Linked DNA regions of Sus scrofa: region 1 is linked to region 2. A link is a contact called in public HiChIP or PLAC-seq data. All regions are on one chromosome and are shown on one strand. The core of a region is the stretch at or near the end of the contact, and the rest is flanking DNA. Distances in the headings are between cores, read along the strand shown. Region 1 holds the start of LRRC31 (leucine-rich repeat-containing protein 31). Region 2 holds the start of MYNN (myoneurin).

Region 1 (2,911 bases), core at 361-2,860, 120 kb before region 2:
TATATATACACCTGATACTGTAAGTGGAATCATACAGTATTTGCCTTTTTGTGACGGGCTTTTTTTCTCTTATGTTCTCGTTTCATTTATGTTGTAGCACGTATCATGCTTTTTAATGAAGTGACTTTTGTGGAGAAAGAATAATGCCTTGCCCTTTAACAAGCAACACCTAAAACATGATTCACTCTGAAACACTGAATCAAAAATGCCATTGAAAGCATTCCTCAGAAATTTTAAATATATGTTAAGCCCAAACCTAAGTATGGAAAAGGGAAAAAAAATGGATTCCTCGCTTTTGCAAAAATAAATAAAAATCACTTAACTGCCTGAGAAATAATTTGTCAAGCATATATTACCCTTAGGGTTTCATGGCAAATGAACTTACTTACTGATAATACAGTAAATATTGACAGTAAATACTCAAGTAAATGCCAGCCATTAGCTTTTCCAAAGGGCTCTTAAGTGAATGCCTCTGATTCTAGGAAAAGAGGCAAACCTGTTTTCAGCCGCTGTCGTCTGGTTGCTATGTTGTGATCTGGAAATATCCTCAAATTCAGTTTCCAGGGTTTACCTTCACAAAGTAAAACCTAATGCAGATACAAGAGAAAGCTGGTCTGAAATCTTGAGTTGGTGTGGGAAGCCTGAGTACTTGTTCAAGTTTGTATATAAAGAGGAATTTCTCAAACATGCTCTGAAAAAAATGATTGTTTTTCTAAGTGTGAGCCTGGTAACCTGTTGCTTGGACCACTGTAGTATTAAGAAACTCATGGACTTAGAGAATAGATTTGTGGTTGCCAAGGGGGAGGGGGAGGGAGTGGGATGGATTGGGAGCTTGGGGATGATTGATGCAGACTATTGCCTTTGGAATAGATTAACAATGAGATCCTGCTGTGTAGCACTGGGAACTAAGTTTGGTCACTTTTTTTTTTTTGGTCTTTTTGCGATTTCTTGGGCCACTCCTGCGGCACATGGAGGATCCCAGGCTAGGGGTCCAATGGGAGCTGCAGCCGCCGGCCTACACCAGAGCCACAGAAACACAGGATCCGAGCTGCATCTGCAACCTACACCACAGCTCATGGCAACACCGGATCCTTAACCCACTGAGCAAGGCCAGGGATCGAACCCACAACCTCATGGTTCCTAGTCAGATTCGTTAACCACTGAGCCACGATGGGAACTTCTGTTTGGTCACTTATGATGGAGCATGATAATGTGAGAAAAAAGAATGTATACATGTATGTGTAACTGGGTCATCATGCTGTACTGTAGAAAAAAATAATAATAAAAGGTAAAAATTAAAAAAAAAAAAAAAAAAAGGATGCAGTTCCTTCCCCTTCTCTCCCAAGGCTGCCTTCCTCATGTTCCTCCATTTGATTCCCTGTCAGGCTCTCAGTTGCTTCCTTCTCCTGCCTTGACCTCCTTTCTGCCTTTCTCACTCCCTACCGTGTTTCATTTCCTCTTCTGTTCTCTTGAGTCCTGCATGGTTTCTTACCTCCCCCCCGCCCCACCCACTCCCAGGCCCTTCTGCTCTGCAGTGGATGTGTCTGCACAGAAAACCTGGCAGGGCCTTGCTAGCTGGGTGGGGTTTCATTGCGTAAATTACCACATCCTGGAACATCATCCAGCCATGTTTTCTTATGACTTGGAAGTTGGAGTCACAGCAGTTAAGGAGGGGGAAAAATGAAACCATTTCCTGGGATGGCTCTCCAGAGAACAGTTGTGCATAAATCTCCAAAAGGTAAAATGAGTGAAAATGACCATGGAGGTAAGTCTTGGGTGGGGGCTAGAGGACTAGTGGAAGGAAAAGGGCCCCTGGGGTGATGGTGGAATCAGGATGGCACAGCCAGGGCTGCAGGTTGTGGCTGGATTCACAAACCAAAATTCTCCCTTTCCCACCTAACCTACTGAGGCTTGGTCAGCTGAGGGGCTGTGGCTGGGACAACTGTCTGTTTTCATTGCTGTCTGTTCCTATGTAAATCTGGACCAGATCCTGCTCTAGTTTGAAAAGAAAAGAAAGAAGGAAGGAAGGAAGGAAGGAAGGAAAGAAAGAAAGAAAGAAAGAAAGAAAGAAAGAAAGAAAGAAAGAAAGAAAGAAAGAAAGAAAGAAAGAAAAGGATGCCCAGTTGTGACTTCTAAAATGATACTCCAGGTATACCGAACATTCCATCACCCAAGCGTGAAGGTGGGCTCTGCAGGGTTATTTTGAGGATCCCCTGTGTACAAAGTATTTCTTGAACCCTTCTAGAACATGGTAGTACAGAAAGACCTATTTTATAGGGAGGAAGAAAAGAACATAATAATTTCAAGAATATCTATTCAGCTCTGGCCTAAAGAAGGAATCTAAATTGGATTAACAGAAGCTAAAATTTCATTTACAGTTTATCCCTTTAGTTTAAGTCTTAAACGCTCCGTAAAATGTAAGCAAACCCTGAGAAAGATAACAGCTTGAACCTTATGAATCTTGGATCTCAACTCACCTACCTCTAACCTCATACATCTTTGCTCCAGACAAACCATAATTCACTTCTTGAGGCAACCCCAGGCTCTTTTAGGCCTTCATGCCTGGAACCTTTTGAGCCTGTTTTTTTCTGCCTGGGACACTTTCCTCTCTCCTCTCTTTTTAGCTGTCTCAATTCTCTAATACACATGCAAGGTCACTCGCTGCTCAAAGGCTGTGCTCCAAGCCAGGCTTAGTCCAGCTGAGGCTCCTTAACTAAGTAGGTCTTTCCTCCCTGGTGGCCTTTGACCCAGTGTCATCACTAGTATACAGGGCCAACTTTCCACCAGGTTAAGACTGCAAAGTCATGAGCTGTGTCTTGTTCATCATTGACTCTCTTGTTTCGAGAACAGTATCTGGCCCACAGTAAATTTTGTTTATGGAGTGAATTAATTCTTTACTGCCAATGTGTTT
Region 2 (3,209 bases), core at 129-2,628:
TAAAGTCTGTTCTCATTTTACGTCCCCAGAAAATTCACAGATATGGTTAAAAAATGCCGAAGGGACAAATGCCTTCCTAGCTTTTATTTCATCTTGGTCAACTAACACAATCCTTTGGACGCGGTAATAAATGGCGACGCGAGAAAATATTTCCACAAAGCGGGGAAAAAAAGGAAAAAAAAAAGCACTGCAAAATTCCACGCTTTTGGATCAGCTGAACTTTCACTTTCAAGCTCAGTAGGCAAACATATATTTGGGAGAAAAAATCAACCACTAAAAGAATGATCGTTGGGGCAAACTGAGTAAGGACACGGTACGAGGTCTTGAAAACTGCTCCCCAATGAAACCTGTTACATAGTGGCTTCAAAACGCTAGACGGGTGCCGAGGGGGCAGGGCCAAGAGTTGTCAAAGGTTAGGTCACTCACCCCGAGGAAGCCACACCCCTTCCTTCCCCACTCGAGGTGGTATCATAGGGTGACAACCAAAGCCGATCTCTCCTGGTTTCTGCCTCCCTGCCCTTCGCCCAGCTCCCACTCCCGCGAATTCCCACAGCAGAGGTTGTGGCCAAGGCCAACACCAGGACTGCCTCGCCCGAGCTTTCAACGTTAACACTTGGCTCCGACAACAGCTCGCGCTCCAAGGAACCTGCCCTCTAGTGACCCAGGATCTGGAGGGAGCTGGGATGGCGGGCTGGGGGCAAAGACAGAACTCACCTATAGCAACCCAAGGGGAAACACTGTTTCTTCACTCTCACTCCGCCATATTGGAAGGACGTCACTGGGCTACGCTCCGCCTCTCCCTTCCTACTCCAAGGCGACGTCACATCCGGCTCTGGGAGATCCGTGGCAACAGCGTAGGCTCTTAGGACCGTGGAGATCTAACACCCGCCTGGAAGAGGCTGGCGCACAGAGAACCCCCTCCCTAGCGGGCCAGGAGACCCGGAAACTGGAGAGTCATAGATACGAGATCTAAGGGGACGCTCACAGCGCCCCGCCTCTCTTCCTCATTCTGAGCATTCTGGTTGGCTGACCGTCAGCATCTCGCGCACGACTCGTGTTGCCGGCCAAGGCTGCTTTCCGCTGCACAGCGCGCCTCTTTCCGGGAGCCAAATTGTGCATTGCATGCTGGGGCTTGTAGTTAGTTGCTCGACTTCTCCCATCAGCCTCACCTTTCTTGAGGCCCCACCGGTGGGAACAGCTGCTTTATATACTTGGGCTCTCGACCATGGGAATTTTTGAGCTGAGACTGATCACTCCTTTTTAGTTTACCTACCCAAAAGCTCTTGTTTGCATCAGCCAACCGGAATCCAGTTTGCAGGATACCCTTACCTGGTGTTGGAAGCCTGGGATGCACGAAAGCGGTGCAAAGCAGTAGGGCATACTGGGCATGCGCGTGGGGAAAGGTGGGCTTTATACCGGAAAATGTTCTGCGTCTGGACTAGAAAAACTTTAATACAATGATTTACGTTGTATTCAGATTTTGTACAGTGAGGGAAAGGGGTGCCGCTTATCTGCATAAAATGAAAAGACAGAAACAGTAAGATAAGTCATGCTGATATGTTAGGGTGAATTATACCACGCTTGGACATTATAAATCTAAGAAAACCAAAACTTCAACATTTTTTTCTTGTTAAAAGTTATATGAGGATCGTAGGAAGTTTACTCGCGACTTTATTTTTCAGGACAGTGTCAACTTGAGTTTCTTTTCTTCTCTCCTGAGATTTTTTTAAAAAAACAGATTCCGTTTGGTCTCTAAGTTTTCCTCAGTATGAATCATATTTTTGAATAAAACCACAACCGTTAGGAAAAAAAGAGGCTGGTTCTTTCTTGATTTTATGTTTATAAGTATAATTTTCTTTCTGATTGCACTTTTAGTTTTGTCAGAATCCTTTTTGGTAATTAATTCACTCAGATATTTATGAGCCTCTGCTATGTGTTGAACAGATATTGAGTATTTAGAAGTATAAAACATGGTCTCGGGTTTAGATAAATCTGTAATCTCAAGTGGAAAACCAAATGACTTGTAATACAGAGTCCTCAAGGGCTCCAGGGCTCCAGTTTTTGTGCTGTGTTTGATTACCTTGTTGTGGAAACTGGACCTCTCTGTCCACCAGTGCTGAATAGAAACAGGGAGACAAGAGTTTTGGGTGAAGGAGAAAAGTAACAGCTTTATTGCTTTGCCAGGCAAAGGAGGGCTATAGCAGACTAATGCCCTAAAGACTGTGCCCCCCTTTGGGAGAGAATAGGAAGTGGTTTTATAATTTGGAAGTAGAAAAATAGGGCCACAGATAAGGATCAGGGAAAATGCTGGCTTGCATTGTTTTTCAAAGTTGGTGTTTTTGTGACCCCAGGACTGGTTCTAGTGGTCCTTCTTTCCAGAATGAACAATCCTTCATCAGGTAGTTAACATCTTCCATTTGCTAGGGTCTTTTAGTTCTTTATCACATACACTGATAGTTAAGTCCACAAAACAAAGGATGGCACAAATCAACCGGGAATGCAGCCACCTCGGAGGCTGAACCTCGGAGCCCTGTGGGAACTCAGGAAGGAAACAAAGAATACCTGCCATCTAGCAACCACTCCCGAGAGCGAGCCCCCCCACCCTGCCCTCCTTGAAACTCAGGCTGTGAAAACACAGAACACTGGTGGAGATGCACATCAAAGGATGATTTCAGTGAGCCTAGACATTTGCATTCTTTCATAGAAAAGCGCTAAATTTCCCAACTTTAGATATCTGGTTTTCTGTAATCTTTCCTTCCTACTACCTGCCCTTTGGCACTCAAGGGAGGTCAAGGAGGCTGAATGAGGCCTATTTCCTAAAAAGAAATGGGGACAGAGAAAGGCTTTTGTGCCCAGGAGCCCCAAAGGGCCCTGCCCGGTAATGTTACCAGGCTGTACATTACATTATTTTTTCAGTATTAGGTTGTGAGATGTATTTAAATAAAACAAGCAATTTGAAATTTCCAAGATACTGCAAGTTTCTATCAAGATTATGTTTTACTGCAAGTTTCTATCAAGATTATGTTTTTGAAGAACATAATTTCATAAAACAAAGAGGGAGGAAAAGAAACAAAGGCACTGTTTCCGCCCGGTTTCGAACCGGGGACCTTTCGCGTGTTAGGCGAACGTGATAACCACTACACTACGGAAACCTTCCTAGTAACAAGCTCTCTGAAGTTTGTTGATATCGCTATTGTAACATGCAGCTT

Evidence for each region. HiChIP or PLAC-seq counts read pairs in DNA pulled down with a chosen protein or histone mark.
Region 1: a contact with region 2 is called in an H3K27ac HiChIP or PLAC-seq map of alveolar macrophages. The contact joins the promoter of LRRC31 here to the promoter of MYNN in region 2. A contact is called at or near these places in 1 of 5 promoter capture datasets (liver), 2 of 47 Hi-C or Micro-C datasets (fetal liver and skeletal muscle) and 1 of 2 datasets of contacts at active chromatin or transcription factors (alveolar macrophages).

The regions. Positions count from the first base shown.
Region 1 is chr13:108,548,991-108,551,901 of Sscrofa11.1, reverse strand. It overlaps LRRC31 (leucine-rich repeat-containing protein 31), which reads left to right and starts at 1,610. Exons shown (of 9, transcript XM_021069772.1): 1 at 1,610-1,765. The coding sequence starts at 1,754.
Region 2 is chr13:108,433,363-108,436,571 of Sscrofa11.1, reverse strand. MYNN (myoneurin) reads right to left here and starts at 1,378. Exons shown (of 7, transcript XM_005669990.3): 1 at 715-1,378. It overlaps ACTRT3 (actin-related protein T3), which reads left to right and starts at 2,206. Exons shown (of 2, transcript XM_003358668.4): 1 at 2,206-3,209. TRNAV-AAC (a tRNA gene) reads right to left here and starts at 3,152; the gene lies at 3,080-3,152.